Regions from separate parts of the Zea mays genome. Here region 1 is linked to region 2. Evidence: chromatin contacts called from public Hi-C data. All regions are on one chromosome and are shown on one strand. The core of a region is the stretch at or near the end of the contact, and the rest is flanking DNA. Distances in the headings are between cores, read along the strand shown.

What was found. A called contact is a pair of places that touch in the nucleus more often than the background predicts.
Region 1: a contact with region 2 is called in a Hi-C map of tassel, with 3 times the contacts expected there. The contact joins the promoter of LOC100281730 here to the promoter of LOC103641749 in region 2. A contact is called at or near these places in 3 of 25 Hi-C or Micro-C datasets (ear, leaf and tassel).

What each region holds. Positions count from the first base shown.
Region 1 is chr10:127,492,696-127,498,063 of Zm-B73-REFERENCE-NAM-5.0, forward strand. It overlaps LOC100281730, which reads left to right and starts at 3,906. Exons shown (of 2, transcript NM_001154650.2): 1 at 3,906-5,368. The coding sequence starts at 4,076.
Region 2 is chr10:127,088,395-127,093,757 of Zm-B73-REFERENCE-NAM-5.0, forward strand. LOC103641749 (hapless 8) reads right to left here and starts at 1,560. Exons shown (of 4, transcript XM_008665080.3): 1 at 1,250-1,560; 2 at 46-388. The coding sequence starts at 197.

The DNA of each region.
Region 1 (5,368 bases), core at 2,656-5,155, 410 kb after region 2:
AAATTCCACACAAGGCTTTAGTGATTAGTGAGAGAGATTTGTTGTGTTCTTTTGAGCTCTTGCGCTTGGATTGCTTCTTTCTTTCATTCTTTCTTGCGATCATCTCAATTGTAAGCAAGGCAAGAGACACCAATTGTGTGGTGGTCCTTGCGGGAAGTTTGGTTCCCAACTGATTTGAGAAGAGAAGCTCACTCGGTCCGAGGGACCGTTTGAGAGAGGGAAAGGGTTGAAAGAGACCCGGTCTTCGTGACCACCTCAACGAGGAGTAGGTTTGCAAGAACCGAACCTCGGTAAAACAAATCATCGTGTCTCGCTCTTTATTCGCTCACGATTTGTTTTGCGCCCTCTCTCTCGGGCTCGTTTCTATTTCTAACGCTAACCCGGCTTGTAGTTGTGATTAATTTTGTAAATTTCAGTTTCGCCCTATTCACCCCCCCTCTAGGCGACTTTCAATTAGCATCTCCCCCTTGATCATTGTCCTCCTCTTGAGGTGACTCATCTTCTTGATCGTCTCCTTCATCATCTTGAGCCTCATCCTCATCTTGAGTTGGTGGAGATGCTTGCATGGAGGAAGATGGTTGATCTTGTGCTTGTGGAGGCTCTTTGGATTCCTTAGGTCACACATCCCCAATGGACATGTTCCTTAGTGCGACACACAGAGCCTCTTCATCATCTAGCTCATCAAGATCAACTTGCTCTACTTGAGAGCCGTTAGTTTCATCAAACACAATGTCACAAGAAACTTCAACTAGTCCAGTGGACTTGTTAAAGACTCTATATGCCCTTGTGTTTGAATCATATCCTAGTAACAAGCCTTCTACAACCTTAGGAGCAAATTTAGATTTTCTACCTCTTTTAACAAGAATAAAGCATTTGCTACCAAAGACTCTAAAATATGAAACATTGGGCTTTTACCGGTGAGGAGTTCATATGATGTCTTCTTGAGGATTCGGTGAAGATATAACCGGTTGATGGCGTAGCAAGCGGTGTTGATCGCCTCGGCCCAAAACCGATCCGAAGTATTGTACTCATCAAGCATGGTTCTTGCCATGTCCAATAGAGTTCTATTCTTCCTCTCCACTACACCATTTTGTTGTGGCGTGTAGGGAGAAGAGAACTCATGCTTGATGCCCTCCTCCTCAAGAAAGCCTTCTATTTGTGAATTCTTGAACTCCATTCCGTTGTCGCTTCTTATTTTCTTGATCCTCAAGCCGAACTCATTTTGAGCCCGTCTCAAGAATCCTTTCAAAGTCTCTTGGGTTTGTGATTTTTCCTGCAAAAAGAATACCCAAGTGAAGCGAGAATAATCATCCACAATAACTAGACAGTACTTACTCCCGCCGATGCTTATGTAAGCTATCGGGCCTAATAGGTACATGTGGAGTAGCTCGAGCGGCCTGTCAGTCGTCATGATGTTCTTGTGTGGATGATGAACACCAACTTGCTTCCCTGCTTGACATGCGCTACAAATCCTGTCTTTCTCAAAATGAACATTGGTTAGTCCCAAAATGTGCTCTCCCTTTAAAAGCTTATGAAGATTATTCATCCCAACATGGGCAAGTCGGCGGTACCAGAGCCAACCCATGTTAGTCTTAGCAATTAAGAAAGTGTCGAGTTTAGCTCTATTAAAATTAACTAAATATAGCTGACCCTCTAACACTCCCTTAAATGCTACTGAATCATCACTTCTTCTAAAGACAGTAACACCTATATCCGTAAAAAGACAATTGTAGCCCATTTTGCATAATTGAGAAACGGAAAGCAAATTGTAATATAAAGAATCTACAATAAAAACATGGGAAATAGAATGGTTAGGTGATATAGCAATTTTACCAAGTCCTTTGACCAAACCTTGATTTCCATCCCCGAATGTGATAGCTCTTTGGGGATCTTGATTTTTCTCATAGGAGGAGAACATCCTTTTCTCCCCAGTCATGTGGTTTGTGCACCCGCTATCAATGATCCAACTTGAGCCCCAGGATGCATAAACCTACAAAACAATTTTAGGCCTTGTTCTTAGGTACCCAAACGGTCTTAGGTCCTTTCACTGTAGCGTTGCAGACGACCGTTGGCGTGGACGACCGTTGCTCCGCTTGGCACACCGGACAGTCCGGTGGTGCACCAGACAGTCCGGTGAATTATAGCGGAGCGACCTCCTGAATTCCCGAAGGTGGCAAGTTTGGAGTTGAGTTCCATGGTGCACCGGACACTGTCCGGTGGCACACCGGACAGTCCGGTGCGCCAGACCAGGGCTGCCTTTGGGTTGTCTTTTGCTCTTTTTGTTTGAACCCTTTCTTAGACTTTTTATTGGTTTGTTGTGAACCTTTGGCACTTGTAAAACTTATAATCTAGAGCAAACTAGTTAGTCCAATTATTTATGTTGGGCATTTCAACCACCAAAATCAATTAGGAAAAGGTGTAAGCCTATTTCCCTTTCACCTATGCTTTCACCTATGCTCAAGAACAGAAAGAAACTCGGAGGTTCAAGATCACAAAAATCGTCGGTCCACACACTTGTGGCAAAGCAGGCCTAAAACAGAAGCATCGATAGTTGACATCAACACTAACCTAGATCACTATACAAGGCATTGAAGGTATAGCCTAATCTAAAGGTGGGGACAATTATGGACGTGACTAAGAAGATATTATTACAAGGTAATGTATGAAAATGCATGGACGGGTATTTTATTACAAGGTAATGTATGAAAATGCATGGACGGGAAACAATGCGTATGAAAGATGATTTATAGGGACTGTGAAGAGGGGAATGAGCGATTTCCAACATTGTGTAATGTGATCAACACTGTTAATCTAGACATGAATTTTGAGTACATCCCCAAGCTAGATGAATAGTCAGGATGGGAGGAAGATATTCTTCTGTGCTTTTCCTAATGCATCAAGGCCTTCAAACATTGTCGTCCCATTTTCTCCATTAACATTATGTTTCTTCTTGACAAATACGAGGGCACACTTTTGATAGTCATAGACAATGCATTGGTTTTTAGAAAAATTTTCTGGTATGACAACAGATTTTATACTTATTATAGAGAACCAAACTTAACACCTCCAAACGAATTTGGATACAAGCGACAAAATGCAAACTAAGTACTAGCAAATTATTATCTAACTAAATGACATCTAACTAAAATTTACCTAATCAACCAACAAAACTATACCTACCTAACTAGCAACTACCTACATTACAAACTAAGTTACTAAATAATAGCTACTTAAGTAGCTAATTACTATTAACTAGGTAACTACTTGACTAATGACTATCTAACTAACCATACTAACTAGCTCTGTATTAACTAATTAACTAAATTTCAAACTATATTACTAATTAATAGGCGTACTACTGAGGGGGTGTTTGGTTTCTAGGGACTAATATTTAGTCCCTACATTTTATTCCATTTTAGTTCTAAAATTACCAAATATAGAAACTAAAACTTTATTTTAATTTCTATATTTAACAATTTATAAACTAAAAATGAATAAAATGAAGAGACTAAACATTAGTCCCTATAAACCAAACACCCCTTGAGTCGTGACTCGTGACTCCGTTGACATATCCTTCACCCTTCAGCACCCTGCCCTGACTGACTCACGCCTTCCGCCTTCAGCACTCTGCAGCCACGTCCGCGTCCGGATTGGATACTACCTGAACGTCACGTCGCCTCCAACACGCAGGACGAAGGCGCCACTCCAAGTCCAAAAAGTGACGGTGTCAGCATCGCAAAGTCCAAACGAAAAGGCGAGAGGTCGCCGGCACAATGTGCTGCCATCCTGCAGGCGATATGTTTACTCCACCGCTAGTACTTTTTACTACCCGTGGCCCCGTGACGAGGATTATGGACGAGCCGATGGTGACGAGCTCTGAATGGTTTCTTTCCAATTTGTTAATCGAAAGCGAACGACGAGTGAGCGAAGAGCCGAAGACTGCGTTCTTGTTGTCCTGCACTCCTGCGCAGTCGACGGCAGCTCGCTCGCTAAGTCGCTAGTAAGTTGACGCCGCCGACACTCGGCTCCACTTCCACTGGTCTACACTCCACTCACCAGCTCCCATCCGTCGTCCATGGCCGCCGCCACCTGCCTCCCTCTCTTCGTCCTCGTTTCAGTACTGATGGCCGCCTCGACCTCGCCGTCTTCGGCGGCAGAGACGCCGCAGGAGCTGCTGCTCGACTTCAAGGCGTCCCTGCAGGACCCGTCGGGCGCTCTCTCCGCCTGGTCGAGCTCCACGCCCTACTGCAACTGGCCGCACGTCGCCTGCGCCATCAGCGCCGCCGCGAACGCGACCGTCTCGGTCTCCATCTCGCTCCAGGGCCTCGGCCTCTCGGGCGACCTCGCCGCCTCCTCCCTCTGCCGCGTGCGGGGCCTGATCGCGCTGAGCCTCGCGTCCAACGGCTTCAACCAGACCATCCCGCTGGAGCTGTCGCGCTGCGCCTCGCTCGCGTCGCTCAACCTCAGCGCCGGCGCCTTCTGGGGCCCGCTCCCCGAGCAGCTGGCCATGCTCACCTCGCTCGTGTCGCTCGACCTCAGCCGCAACAGCTTCGAGGGCCAGGTGCCCGCCGGCCTCGCCGCGCTCGGCGGCCTCCAGGTGCTCGACCTCGGGGAGAACCTGCTCTCCGGCGTGCTCCACCCGGCGCTGTTCGGCAACCTCACCAGCCTGCACCTCCTGGACCTGTCCAGGAACCAGTTCCTCGACTCCGAGCTGCCGCGGGAGCTCGGCAGGATGAGCAGCCTCAGGTGGCTGTTCCTGCAGGGCTCGGGGTTCAGCGGCGTCATCCCGGAATCCTTCCTCGGGCTGGAGCAGCTGGAGGCTCTTGACCTGTCCATGAACAACCTGGCCGGCGTCGTGCCTCCCGGGTTCGGCCTCAGGTTGCAGAAGCTGATGACTCTGGATTTGTCACAGAACGGCCTCTCCGGGCAGTTGCCGGAGGAGATCGCTAGCTGCTCGATGCTTCGGAGGTTCGAGGTCCACGACAACGCCTTCAGCGGGGAGCTGCCTGCCGGGCTCTGGTCGCTGCCGGACCTACGCGTCATCCGGGCCCAGAACAACCGGTTCACCGGACGCCTGCGCGAGTTCCCGGGCGGCCAGTCTCGGCTCGAGCAGGTTCAGATTGACAACAACAGCTTCTCCGGCGGGATACCTCAGAGCATCGGCCTGGTCCGCACCATGTACCGTTTCTCCGCCTCCCTCAACGAGCTCAACGGCAGCTTGCCGGACAACCTCTGCGACTCTCCCGCGATGAGCATCATCAACATCTCCCGCAACGCGCTCTCCGGCACGATCCCGGCGTTCAAGAACTGCAGGAGGCTGGTGTCGCTGTACCTGGCCGGCAACGGCTTCACCGGGCCTATACCGGCG
Region 2 (5,363 bases), core at 310-2,809:
ATCTCCCAAGGTACTGAATCAAAGGTATATATATCTCTCTTTCACCTTATGGAGAACTTGGGATAAGGTTGGACCAGATCTCTGGGATCCTGGCTCGGCGGCCCCTCGGCCACGGAGGTTGCCGGATCAGTGCTCACACCCGGGCCAGTAGACTTGAAGGAACATGAGGGGCCTGAAGGCTGCTCACTGGATAACATCTGATGAACGCCTTCGCTGCTCGCCCCAGATCTGCTGCTGCTACAGTCGGCACTAAGAACCCAAGAGCTGTGAAGCAATTGGGTCTGCTCTTATCCTTACACTCCAGCATACCAAGTTGGTAAATTCAACAGGTGGAGTGCGAGAAACTTCGCTTCCTTGGCCGCCCACTATCTCAATTCTCATCAGGCACCTGCAGAAAGAAACCAAGGTACATATTATTTCATGTCCACACAACCAAACCAGCTGTTCTTTGGGAATATAATGGCATGATTTTATGCTGATCGATGCAGCAAGAGAGAGATAGATGCAGAGAGGAGAGGACAAGAGCGGAGGGAGCTGCCCTCGAAGTAGCACAAAAGCACATAAAATATCATCCCGGGGCAAGGTGGTGAACGGGCTAGTCTTGGAGCAGATTAAGGGGAAGTCTACACGGATCATGCAACTCTTGCAAAGGATTCGCAGAAAGGGAACAGCAGGAAGAAGACATGAACAGTTGCCAAGCACTGGAGGGTAGCTTGTATGGTAGTGCTTTCTTGATGGGGAAATAAATAGCAAAAGAAGAAAAGAGTAAAGGGAGCTTATTAACTAGAGATATGGCGAGAAACCAATAAAAAGTAAGGATTTTCTGTTGCTTCATCACTGGCCTAATCGGGGATTTATGTGGCTTGGATATGGACGACGAGGCATGGGAGGACGTACAGGAAGGAGTTCGAGAACGGGGGCCTAATCCGTACCAAATCTGGAAAAGGCAGATGCAGGGATCGGGAAACTTTGCCGGTAGCCAAGAACAACACAAGCAAGCACGAAAAGCAGCGGAGATCTAGCGCTCAGTCACAAGCAGTGAGAGAAGCACGCGAGAAATCCCAACTCCGCCTGAAGAGATCCATTCCGCAGACGCCAATCTTCCAGTTCCAGCGATGAGTCTCGTAAGGGGAAGCGACGCGCAAGAGCAGGGAAAAATCCAACAGAGCGGATTCAAGTCAAGCAAATCGAGAACCGCCTACGAAGTCACCGCACGTACTAACTCGGAGAACTCCGGCAGTTCTCTTACCTTTTCTTCACAGCCGCTCACCGAGCGGCGCCCGCGCGCGCGGGAGTGAGCATCCTGCCTGTAGATCCACGCAGCGAACAGGCGGGGAGGAGGGCGAGGGGCTCGGAGCTCTATGGTGGTGGTGGCTTCGATTTCTGGGGGCTGAAGCAGACGGAGAAGGGAGAAGAGAACAGGAGACGGGGGAGGGGAAGCGAGGCAAGGAAAAAGGGAAGAAATGTTTTTTTTTTGGCTTGCTATGTATTCCACCACCACTTTCTCTCTCTCGGCACCACGCTGTCTGTGTGCGAATAGCCGAATACTCTACTCGCTCGGTGGCAAGATAGATAACGCATTAGACGACGCATTATATTATATTTGATCATTTATTTTAGGGCCTATTTATTTAAGACTATAATCTATCCAAGTTTTAAATAAATTAGATTATATAATCTGATCATATCATATTATAATCCTACACAAACAAACAAACAGACTCTTAATCGGTTTTCTATAAATAATAAAGTAAATAAATCGTTATTAAAATATATCTAATAATAAATAATTAATATTTATATAACAATTTTAAAAAGGATGAACTATGTGTCTAAACGTTATAAAAAATATTGAGACAGAGAGTACTCCGAAATTGCTGCAGAAAAAAAAAAGATTAGAAGAGAGAAGGAAACGCCAACCACTCACACATAAAAGGCATCTGGTTCTCCACCAAGCCAAGCCAAAGGCGGGGCTGGCTAGCTGGCTGTACTCACTCGGTCACGCCTTGTGTTTCCAATTTATTCTGAAATATTTATAATTTATTTTAAAGCAAGTATATTTCTAGATATAAGACGATCTAGCTAGTTTTTTATATTTCTTATTTCTAAAGTGAATGGTTTTTTATAATTCTTTATTGAAACTTTAAAAGTGTATTTATTTTAGAACGGAACGAATACTGTTAGCTGCAGCCGTTCAAGAGGTGTATTTGCTTTTGAAGCGAGGAAAAAGAGGAGGCTCAGACTCATAGAGAGAGAAAGGGGAGCGCTGACGCAAGAAAATATGTGGGTTTTTTGTCGTATTCTACATTAACTATATTTATTTATATTTCGATCGTATTGAGTGCTCTTTCTCTCTCTTACCTTCTCTCTGTTGTCATCGATGGCCTTGTCTATATTTTCCACGCAACAATCGCTCTTCGCGAGGGTATATTTGGCCATTTCGAAAATTCTATTTTAAACCAACCACCACTATTCGATTTTGTTTTTTTACTACGAAATTAAGGGTCAAGATCCTTACAACGGAACTATTGATACTGCATAAATTTGCCATCTATCTGGCTTTAACGGGATTTTACACATTTTAGAAGTAATGAAAAAATGTTTCACTCCTTAAAATTTAATAACTATTTCATTAAACTAAAAAATACTAAACTAATGCCAAAGTTTTATATAAAATATAACACATCTTCTAGTTTTAATATAGAAATATAATGCAACGCTAGGACCTAGTTTTTGCCATCGAAAAAAATACAAGATGGCCTTAGAAATCACAAGTTGATAGTTCAATGCTAAGGACCCATAGTTTTAAAATTATGTAGCAAAAAATAAACTCGAACCAAAACTTCTCTTTTACTTTTAATACACTAAAGTGGTTGCTATTTATAATTGTGTAATCACTCCTCATGTTTATGGTTTTATAATGGACATAACTCTTTGTATAGACATTGAGGTACAGAGACACTTAGATGGAAGAGACCCGCTAATATGTCCATAATACCCACAACAATATGACATCAAGCTATTCCTCACTAAAGGACAAAACCTTATGCACTCCATGTAGGATTTGCAACTTGTACTTTTCTAGACAGTCCCTAAGGATCAGACCCATATCCAGAAAATATATTATAGAAAAGAGTTACATCCATGTTTACGATCGAAACCTCAGATGAAGCAAAATAATTTGAGTTCGTGTTTCCTAGTTAAATCCCTGTATAGTAATTGTTGTAGACTAGGCCGAGATAAAAAAAGTTCTGTTATAAGGATAGTTCTTTGACTCCTCATGAAGAATTCCCTCACTAGGAAACAATGATGGGCAAAAATTACCCCCATAAAGAACTAAATAGGGATAAAATTTGACTTGTTGGGCCTAAGAGGGTCAGGGACGGGGAGCACTACTCGTACCCATCCCTGTAGAGCCCATTTTGGTTAGTTCATCATGAACGCATTTGGTTGTCCAACTATTATAGAAATCCATTCGTTCATCCATTCCCTCAACCCCAAGAGAATTTTCATAGTCCATCCCTCGCCAATCCTAAGTCAAGACCCATTGGCCTATGCACCACCTTCAAGTTGGGAGTCCATAGCTCCCCCAACAATCCAAGCACCGCCTCCGCTAGAGGCCAAAGTGTTGCCTCTTCCCAATCAATGAAGCAACATCGCTCTCCCCTCATGTCTCCTACTAAAGCATCATCACTTGTCCCTCATATTTCCCATCGAAGCATCGTGTCTCATCAATGGTATTACCTATCATGCACTCATTGCTAAGAGCACAAATGCCTTCCAGGTGGATGTAGGATTGACTGACTGGCCCTAGATGCATGTGCCTCAAATGCACATGCATGCATCATAGATGTAGAGCACGAGCACCTTCTTGAGTTGAGCACAACATGGCTTCATTGGGGATGGGGAACCCATCAGATATGTAATCCTCATGCAGGGATGGGTATATGTAGGAACCCACCCAACAAGGTTTAATGAGGACAGAGATGGGGTGGGATTCCTTGATGTGGAATTCCTCATTGACATTCCTAGGCTAACATCAACATTTACTTTAACCTTCAAAAATGAAAAATCTAATGGTATGTTCAAGCAGGCCATAACATACCCTAGCCTAGCCCACAAATGATATACATACATAAGAGAAGAAAAGGAAAAACTAATCTTGCTAAGTCCCTTGCACTACTTTGAAGTTTGAGAACGATTGATAGCAATGGCACCTCATTGGTTCGATGCAATCTATCAACCTTTGTGTCAATCTTTGTTGTGAGGAAAATGGACCCCGAGCCATTTGGCTCAAAAGGTTTTGGTGTTTTATGATCAACATAACCTATGGACTAATGTGTTTGCTAGTGTTTATGATTGTAGTTCATAGGATGCTAAAGTGACTTGAACTAAGGCATTGAGGAAAGCAACACCTCAAAACGAGACATTATGAAGATCACAAGTGAATATCAACAAGTATCAAGCAAAGTCCAAGAAATAAATAAAAGTGTTGCCATTGGCGAATTGTCCGGTTGAGGACACCGGACTATCTGGTGCCACACGCCGGACTGTCCGGTGCACCAGGGAACTGTAGCCCAACGGCTAGTTCCTGGTAGCACTGGGGGAGAGAAGCCACCGGACTGTCTGGTGTAACACCCGGACTTTCCGGTGTGAAAGCCTGCGGCGCCAACGGTCACCAGCGGTGTCAGATCCAATGGCCAGGCGCACCGCACAGGGGCACCAGACTGTCCGGTGCCTCCACCGGACTGTCTGGTGTGCCGCTGAGAGCAGTAGCTTTTCTCCAATGGCTAGAATTGAGTTGGGGCCTATATATACTCCACCCAACCGCCCATTTCAAAGTGTGGGAGTCCAAGCAACATACCAAGGCAAAGTATAAACATTTCCAAGTGCTAATACACCCAAGTGCTTAATAGAATCATTCGGTGATTAGCGTAGGTGCTTTGCGAAGTGCTTAGGTTAGTTAGATCGCTTTAGCGCTTGCTCTAGGTGAATCCTAGTTAGTTGAGTGAGTTTAGAAAAAACACACAACCCCTCGACTCTTGCGTGAGCCGTTGTAATTGTACCGAGTGGGGCGAGAGTCTTGTGAGACCGTGAAAACCGCGTTTGTCTCACAACCGCCATAGTGTACAGGAGGGAACGAGGCTCGCGGCGTTTTCGGCCGGAAGCTCGATGGTGGATAGGGTCCGAGAGGATCCGAAAGCGGAGCACCACTTGCGCTTGGAGAAGGCCCGCGGCTCTCTACGGAGTTACTCGACCGTGGTGCTTGGCCCTCGCGTGGGCTACCCTTTGCGTAGGGGCACCATCGAGGATTAGTCGGGACCTTGCGTGGTTCCGGATACCTCGGTAAAAATACCAGCGTC